2 separate regions of the Sus scrofa genome follow, and region 2 is linked to region 1. Evidence: chromatin contacts called from public Hi-C data. All regions are on one chromosome and are shown on one strand. Each heading gives the region's core, a stretch centred on a gene start, on an enhancer-like site or on the middle of the called end of the contact. The rest is flanking DNA. Distances are from core to core; before and after follow the strand shown. Region 1 has its middle 120 kb from the start of MMD. Region 2 has its middle 16 kb from the start of TMEM100.

Evidence for each region. A called contact is a pair of places that touch in the nucleus more often than the background predicts.
Region 2: a contact with region 1 is called in a Hi-C map of skeletal muscle, with 5 times the contacts expected there. The contact joins two enhancer-like sites. A contact is called at or near these places in 8 of 47 Hi-C or Micro-C datasets (embryonic fibroblasts, heart right ventricle, liver and 4 more) and 1 of 2 datasets of contacts at active chromatin or transcription factors (skeletal muscle).

The regions. Positions count from the first base shown.
Region 1 is chr12:31,838,784-31,843,226 of Sscrofa11.1, forward strand. No RefSeq gene overlaps it. Among named protein-coding and RNA genes, the nearest start is that of MMD, 120 kb to the left of the region's middle. Within about 2 kb of position 2,913, at least 24 of the 83 cell types and tissues checked have an H3K27ac peak or open chromatin away from gene starts, as enhancers often do. A contact at or near this core is called in liver, retroperitoneal adipose tissue, skeletal muscle and 1 more, where this site is marked.
Region 2 is chr12:31,996,484-32,000,467 of Sscrofa11.1, forward strand. No RefSeq gene overlaps it. Among named protein-coding and RNA genes, the nearest start is that of TMEM100, 16 kb to the right of the region's middle. Within about 2 kb of position 1,473, at least 6 of the 83 cell types and tissues checked have an H3K27ac peak or open chromatin away from gene starts, as enhancers often do. A contact at or near this core is called in liver, retroperitoneal adipose tissue, skeletal muscle and 1 more, where this site is marked.

The DNA.
Region 1 (4,443 bases), core at 1,663-4,162:
TGAAACTCATTCTCACTCTCTAGTATAATACACCACTTAAGCAAATATTTTTAAACACCCTAAACAATGCTGTGCATTGTCTGTAGAAACGTTCATATACAATAAAAGTACAAAAATATGCAAGAGAATGATGTAACAACTCTTGAATATCGTTTAACTTTAGGGAGGGTGGGAGGGAAGGAAAGGGATGGGCCTGGGCTTTCAGCTGCATTGGGAACATTTTATTTCAGAAAGAGAGTGGACTGAAACAAAAATGGCAACATTTCAACACCTAAATCTAGAAATGTTATCAGTGGTATTATTTTCTGTATTTTTCTAGATGTTTGAAATGTTTTATAATTAAACACTAAAAAATAATCCTTTGACTTCTGTTTAAGGAAGGTGAGTCTTTAAGAAAGGATGGCCCTTTTGAAATGACGAATATTGACCTAGCAAGGAGGTGATGAGAAGGGAGATGGAAGGGAGAAGAGGGCATTGGAGAGGGGATGAAGCTGGGGCCTTGTGGAGTCCGGGAGTCTATGAAACATCTCTGAGTAGGGCTGGACTCTTTCATGGAAAAGGATCTTCATATATGATTTGAAGTTGTGTGTGTTGCTCTAATAGAAACCTCTCCATCTACTTATGCATGTGCACCTGGTGGGAGCTGCTGCTTTTTTTTTTTTTTTTTTTTTAACCAAGGAAGGTACCAGGTTCTTATCTGGGTGACCTTGGTATAGAAATAAGTAGAATGGCAAGAGCAATAGCAGTGGAAGCAGGATTTGAGATCCAGGTTGATTAGAAGGATCTACCTCTTGATAAATGCACAGAAAATTGGAGGTTGACTTCAGGATTCTATAGCGAAGGCATAAAAGACAGTGGAGTTGATGTGGTATTCTCTATAAAGCTTAAGGGCAGGAAGACCTCAGAGGACTCTGTATGAAAGAATTTCTTTCACTGGTGAGGGAGGGATTAGTAAGCCTTTCAACCATTGTCATCATGAGTGAGATTCTAGGAGGAGATGGGGGAATAGGAAAAGTGTTGCAGGGAGTAGAAATGTGAGAGAGACAGAAAGCAGGAATAGAAGTAGAAGGAAGTACATGTGAGAGGAATTTGCAGGGAGGCACAGGCAGCTCCCCAGGTCTCCCTGAGTGACACTTGAGCAAGAAACAGGCCACCTCCATTGAGTCAATCCTCGTTGGCGAAGAATAGCCCTGGGTCCTGGTGGAATGTGTGGATCAGTAGAGGATGCTCAGTGTTTCGTGCGTTCTGAGGTAGAAAGCACTGGAGTGTGGCTGCTGGACACACCAGATGTCTTGCTTTAATCCTCCTTTCAAACTGTCAGTGGGTTAAGGATCAGAGGTTGTCACTGCTGTGGCTCTAGCCTCTTGCTGTCGTGGGGGGTTTGATCTCTGGCCTGGAGAACTTCTGCATGCTGCAGGCATGGCCCAAACCAAAACAAACCCTGAAACAAACAGGTCACTCAAACTGGAGGCCACCAGGAATCTCAGAAGGAGTCACACTTGCAAACACAGTGACCTCTTCTACCAAGTTGCTGGCTTTTGACAAAATGGACAGAGGTCTGTTGTCTGTCCCTTTAACAACATAGACAGAAGGTAGTAACCCATAGAAGGCAAGGGGGGGTGTGATATTTCTCCATCAGCTGCAGCCACTGATGGAACTTTAATCTTTCTGTTTTCTGGATCTGGTATTAGCTGGGGCCAAGTATCAGCTTATTTCCTTGATAGACAAGGAGATGATGCAGTAGTAGATGGGGTGAGGGGTGACCTGGTGAGGGAGGAGGTGGGGACAGAGAGGAGGCAGGGCCCCAGAAGACCACAAGGGAGGAGAAGCAAAACAGGTTTCTTGGAAATGAAACTGCTTCTAATAGAGAACAGCCTGATGTGATAAGAGCAAAGTAATCAAAAACACAGCTCTCATTTCCCTGGAAGTGGAGAGCCAAACAGCAACTGGGCTGTAACTGTTTCCAGCACATTGATCTGTCCCAAGTCCTTCCCCAGGCCCTGGGTGGGGAATGGGGTGGGGGAATCTTTCTTCAAAGGCTCCCCACTGACTCTAAGGCAAAGAGTGCAAAGCCTTGGAAACAGGGAGCCCTCCTCCTTTCTCCACCTCCCAAACAATATGGTTCTTATCAGCACTACAAAGAGGTGGGTGGAGAGTCTCCTTGCTCAGACCCCCGTTTCTAAATCCCCCTTACCTGCCCCCTCCAACTGCTTCACTAACTCAGCCAGTTCAGAAAATACTGCCCACACGCTTGCCATTCATTCCCCTGCTGTGCATCTAATTCTGAAAGGCAGAAGGTACATGGAATCCAATTCACACAGCTCAGGATGGGAGAACTTCATTCCATCGCCCTAGTTCAAAGGCGTCAGTGGTGGGATTTGATATTGGATCAAAGAGCCTCCCCTCTCCCTCCCTCCTAACGTTTTGTTTTGGCTGATCTCCTCCTAAGCAGGATCCCCAGAGCTTTCTCAAGCTTGTACCAAAACACAGTCTGACTTTTTGCACCATTCAAAGACGGCAGTTTCTGAAATCTGGCAGGAGCAGTCTGTTTCTCTGGCAGCTGGACAAGGGAAGAGGCAGGTCTCAGGGAAGAAAGTGAGACCTTGACTCTAAGCTGAGAGCTCAGTGAACCTGAAGGAACAGTTCCAACGTGAACTCAGCATCTTTATTTACTCCTTTTTTACTTCATTTACTCCAATGGCAGGAGGCAATTCTAAGGCAGAGGTGGCTTTGCAAAGGCAAGGTGAACCTTTGACCTTTCAACTAAAGCCTAGTTGGGGAAGTGATTGAGAAAGGGCAGTTATGTAACTTTCCCACGTGTTAGCTGGAGACAAGCCTGGGCACTGGTCCCTCTGTAAACGTTCCTCTCTTGATCCAAATGGGCTCTGGGTTTCTGAATCCTGGATGTGACTTGGTGGAACATGATCTCTCCTCTTTTGTAACTGTCGTGGAGCCCAGCACAACCATGCTGATTGAGTTCAGACTGTGTGTGGGGCCCTAGGAGGAGCTAAGTGCTGTGGTGGCTGTTGCAAGAATGGAGGACATGATTTATGGCCTAACAGGAGAGGAAAGACACATTGCCTAGTTTACAAATGGTTTAGCTCAGACTTACAAGGTGTAGAGATGAGTACAAATTAATAGTGAAAGCAGGGTAAAAAACAATTTATTTATCTGACACTTAGAAATTTTATACAAGATTCACTGAAAGCTCTATTAGGTCAAGGATTTTGCTCTGTGTTATTTCCTATTGTATCCCCAATGGTGTTGTTTCCTACTGCATCCCCAGTACCTAGAATACTGCCTGAGCATACTTCACATATTAGATGCTCAATAAAATGCTGTTGAATGAATATATCTACTCCGGCACCAAACCTTTGATATGAATTACCAGTTAAAAATCTTTCCTCAATTCTTCATAATTTTTATTGGTACCATAAAGGTAAGAGATGAAACTTAAATTTTACTTGGTGACTCAGGGCTGATTGCAATCTCATCACACCATTATAAGAACAGGATAGCTTTCCTCAAGTACGTGAGTGTATTGGCGGCTGTTTGCCCATTTTTATGGCCTCCAATGATCTTGAGTTCCACTGTTTATTGTTTTCCGCTATTCTCTTTCATGGGAAAATTGTGGCTTTAACATCTTTTTAATTAATTTATTTATTTTGGCCAGGCCTGTGAAACCATCTGGCACAGGAATGGAACCCTGCGCCACAGAAGTGACAATGCAAAATCCTTAACTGCTAGGCCACAGGGAACTCCTTCTCATTCTTTTTAAAAATTCTTTGGGCATCTTCTTATAGCCTCCTGAGTTCTGATTTGCTGCTTTGAAACTGGAATTGGAATGGGCTACTCTAGTGGGAGAAAGTGCAGGCCTTGAAGATCTGGGTTGGGTGTTACCTCTTAACTTTACATGTGTAACTGACAAGCTGATTAACCCCAGTGGGGCTCAGTGGCCTCATCTTTGAAACAGGAACAACAATCCCTCATGGTTATTGTGAGAACACAACAAAATAACAAATGTCAGTCAGATGCCAAGGAACTCCCAAGCCTATGAAAACAGAATATCATTTTAATGACCGTGTTTCTCCCATGTCCCCACCCCAGAACTCTGCACCTCTTACCCTATTTCTGCTTCTGTTAGTTCCTGAGGAGTGTTACTTTTGCATGTTTTTTTTCTTCTGCTCCCACCCTAGCTGGCCATGTGTGCTGCTCTCAAAATGAAGCCTCAGCACTGCTGTAGCTGCATAGGTGAGCTCCAGAGTGCTCACCTGTATTCTCAGGGGTGTGGGCACTACTCGGTTCTGGAAGGAGGAAAGAAGGCTTTCTTCTTAGCTGGGTGGGACCATAGCACCTGGGGTGTGAAGTAGCCCTACCTGTATTCAGAGTCTCACAAAGCTTTCTGAGAACAATTCAGGCAGCTTCTGTGCTTCATTTCTTGCT
Region 2 (3,984 bases), core at 223-2,722, 160 kb after region 1:
CATGTTTCCCAGTTGGATTCGTTTCTGGTGCGCCACGACAGGAACTCCAACTTTGCCTTTTAAATCATCTGTTGCATGTTGTTTGGGATTTACTTCAAACTAATCAGGTGGTAAATGGGTGCTGGGAGAGGTGTACATATGAATCATAATGGGCCATGAGTTGATGATTATTGAAATTTGGTGATGGGTTGCTGGGTTCATTACACCACCTTCTTTTGTTTTAGAATGTGTTTGAAATTTCCTTGTAACTTTGTTTTTCTTTAAATATATTTTGTCTTCAAATTCTGCTTCCACACAATTCTAGCATGATTAATGTTTCCGTTTTAGAAAATGGAAATTTGCTACCTCTGTCTTTCTCATTTTCCTAACTTATCTCGTCTTCTTTCCCTGACCTGGCTGGTGAAACAGGAATCTGTCTGCTTGGTGAATCCCAAGTACTATCCACCAAGTGGCCCAGGAACCCTGCACATTGCCAGTCCAAATGCTTAGACTCCTTTCGTAACTACTTAAGAATATGCCATGGTAGCAGGAGTTCCCGGCTCCAGGATTCAAATACTGCCACTGAACTGCAAATAGAAACCAGGATGATGGCTTGTTTGCAAAAATAGCTATGTTCTTTTTTCTCTTCATTCCTTCCCTCTCTTGTTTTTCCTCTATTGAATGAGCATCTCTTGATGGGCAGTTACCAAGTCAGGGATACAAAATCTCTCTAGTCTGATGTGGCTACTAAGGTAAATCAGCACCCTGCATCCTCTTTTTGGAGAATTAAACTCTACTGTTGATTTGGGAGGAAAACAAACCTAATAGGCAAATGTGAGACCTTATATGAAAGGTGATGTTCAAATTGTACTTCACAGGTGTTTTGGTACCAGCGAGTCAAACCAGGCATATCTGAAATCATACCAGCAGATGGACTTGCAATGTGATCCACAGCAGAGCTTGTCCTGCACAAATTGCACTCAAAAAATTATTCTGCTAAGTGGCTGAGTCCCAGCAACCTGCCACTGGCTGGAGGCCCTTGATAGCTGCTCTCAGGAACTTCTCCTGAGGTGTTGCCTTTCTCTACAGCTTGTCTGATGCCATGAGGCTAGGGACTCCTTGAACCACCAAGAAAGGCAAACTGAAAAAATAGAACGGTCTGACTGGTTAGAAGTCCAGGCTGTGGCGGAAGATGGCCAAAGAGGCTGGATTTACAAACTGTCAATCACCCGTCTCATTTTGCACAAGAAAGACATTTCTTTAATCCACCTGTTCAATTATTTATCATGCTATGTGTTTCCTCTTAATTGTCATTCCGGCAAAAGCCTTTATGTTGTAAGGTGACACCCTAGTATTTTTTAATGACCTTAGGCAAAGTATTGACACTGGATCCTGGAGTCAGATGTTCCTAGTGACGCAACTTGTTCTCCCAGTGGCAGGAAAGCTTCCTGCCATGATTAAGTTAGAACTGTGAAAGCGCTAAAATGTGTTGTCAGCCTTCCTCTGATGCAAGCACTTTTATTATAGAGTCTAGCTGCAGAGAAGGGAAGCAAGCAACACAAACCTTACGTCCAAATGTCCCTTTTCTCTCTGGACTAGCTGTTCTCTGTAAAAAGGCAGTATGTGCTACACACTCACCACACTGGTGATCACAGTCACACCTTCTTCAAACCTTCCGTTTTTCTGGCTCCACCCCGCCCTTCTTTTCTGTTTCTTTTTCTGGGTTCATACGACAATGTGATCACAACTGATTTCTGTCTGGCAGGCTGCCAGTCTCTGAACTCTCATTAACTACCCCCATCAAGCAAAACAAAAAGCCATCCACTCTGTATTTGAACTTGAAATGGAAAATCATCTGTGTTTGCTTTTCTCAATAGGAGGCTGAGATGGAGCAAAAGTGTAATTCTATTTTTTTTGGACGTGGCCTATACTTCCCGATGAAAATGCTTGAGAACCCAAGGGCGCTGAGTGTCAGATCCACAGTGACTCATGCTGGATGGTCTGTTCCCTGTTAAAACAGCACAAAGGGCTTTCTCAACGCCCCTTGCCTGGGTTATCTCTACTGCTATTCAGGGTTCCTAGGTAAAGATATTTTTAGGTCGTGGCTGCCTCCCCAGTGAATAGTCTCAATTATTACTGATTCATTAATATCCCAATGTTTGTACCACAACTAATGCAACGAGACCAAAACACACATAAGGCTATGTCCTATGAACACGTGTGATTAACTTAGAAAGGAAGGGTAAACTAATAGACTGTTGTACTGCTGTGACTTTTACACTCAATTCTCTTGTAAGTCTATATTTCGAATTACCATAGACAGTATGTTCCCAATCGGTCTTTATATCAGAGGTACTGGAATCCAAATATATGAGTTAAAACATAGATTGGGAAGTTGGCCCTGTAGGTTTTTACTCTTTTTGTAGGATTATGCCTGAATACCTGAGTCTGACTTAATTCAATCAATTTTTTTTTCCTCCACTGCTTAAATTTCCAATATCTTGATGTGAGTGTTCAGTAAATATTGGGTAAATGAATGGACAACTGAATGAGAGAACAGAGAGGAACTTCGTCTGGGAAGGGAGCTGGCAAGTGTCAGCAATTTCCTAACATTACCACATAACTGACTCACTAATAAGTGCTTTATTTTCATTTGTAGTATCTCTCCAAGTACGATTTTATTCCCACCATTCTATATCCTTTTAATTATTGCTTATTATAATATTTCAAACAATACAGAGGAATCTAAAGAAAAATTGCCTCTTTTTCTTTGGAGTAAGTATGCACATACTTAATGACTCACCATGTATTCGCCTATAATTTTTCTTTACTTAAATGAGCTCAAATGCACTTCTAGTTTATTCTGTAAGAATGGCACTGGATGATAAATACTAGCTGAAAACTTGCCTTTGCACATAGCATATTGTAGGCACCCTCCAAATTGATATTTATATTTCTACATACCAATCTGCCTAATTCATTTTAATCTATGTATTATTTATTTTTCAATGTAAGTTTCATTTTATATTGGGGTAGAGTTGATTTACAATGTTGGATTACTTTCAGCAAAGTGATTCAGTGATACATATCCATTCCTTTTTTCCCATGTAGGTTATTACAAATGATTGAGTAGATTTCCCTGAGCTATACAGTAGGTTCTTAATTATTTATTTTATTTTATTTATTTATTTATTTATTTTTGTCTTTTTGCCATTTCTTGGGCCGCTCCCACGACATATGGAGGTTCCCAGGCTAGGGGTTTAATCAGAGCTGTAGCCGCTGGCCTACACCAGAGCCAGAGCAACGCAGGATCTGAGCTGTGTCTGCAGCCTACGCCACAGCTCACAGCAACGCCGGATTGTTAACCCACTGAGCAAGGCCAGGGATCGAACCCGCAACCTCATGGTTCCTAGTCGGATTCGTTAACCACTGCACCACGACGGGAACTCCTTAATTATTTATTTTATACAGTAGTGTGTATATATTATTCCCATCATCCTAATTCCTCCCACCCACACCCCACACCCATGGTTTCCCCTATGGTAAACATAAGACTGATTTTGAAATCTGAGAGTTTGTTTCTGTTTTATAAATAAGTTCTTTCATATCATTTTATTAGATTACACATGTAAGGGATATCACATGATATTTGTCTTTGTCTTATTTACCAAACCCCATTTAATGATCTCTAGGTCCATCCATGTTGCTACAAGTGGCATTATTTCATTCTTTTCTATTGCTGAGTGAAATGTTGAAATGTCCTTAACTGTATGGCCAGGTGGGGGCCAAGGACAAGATGGAATGGAAAGACAGAAAACCTGGATCTGAGTGTGTGTCTTATTTCTTTCATATATGACCTGTGGGACCACAAGCAAGCCATTTAGCTTTCTAAGCCTCCATTTCCTCATCTGAAAATGAGAAGACTACTTCCTAGAGCTTCTGGAAGCAGTGAACAAGTGCAAATGTTGGGTCTCATCAAAGTGCCATGTAAATGCTAACTGGCCC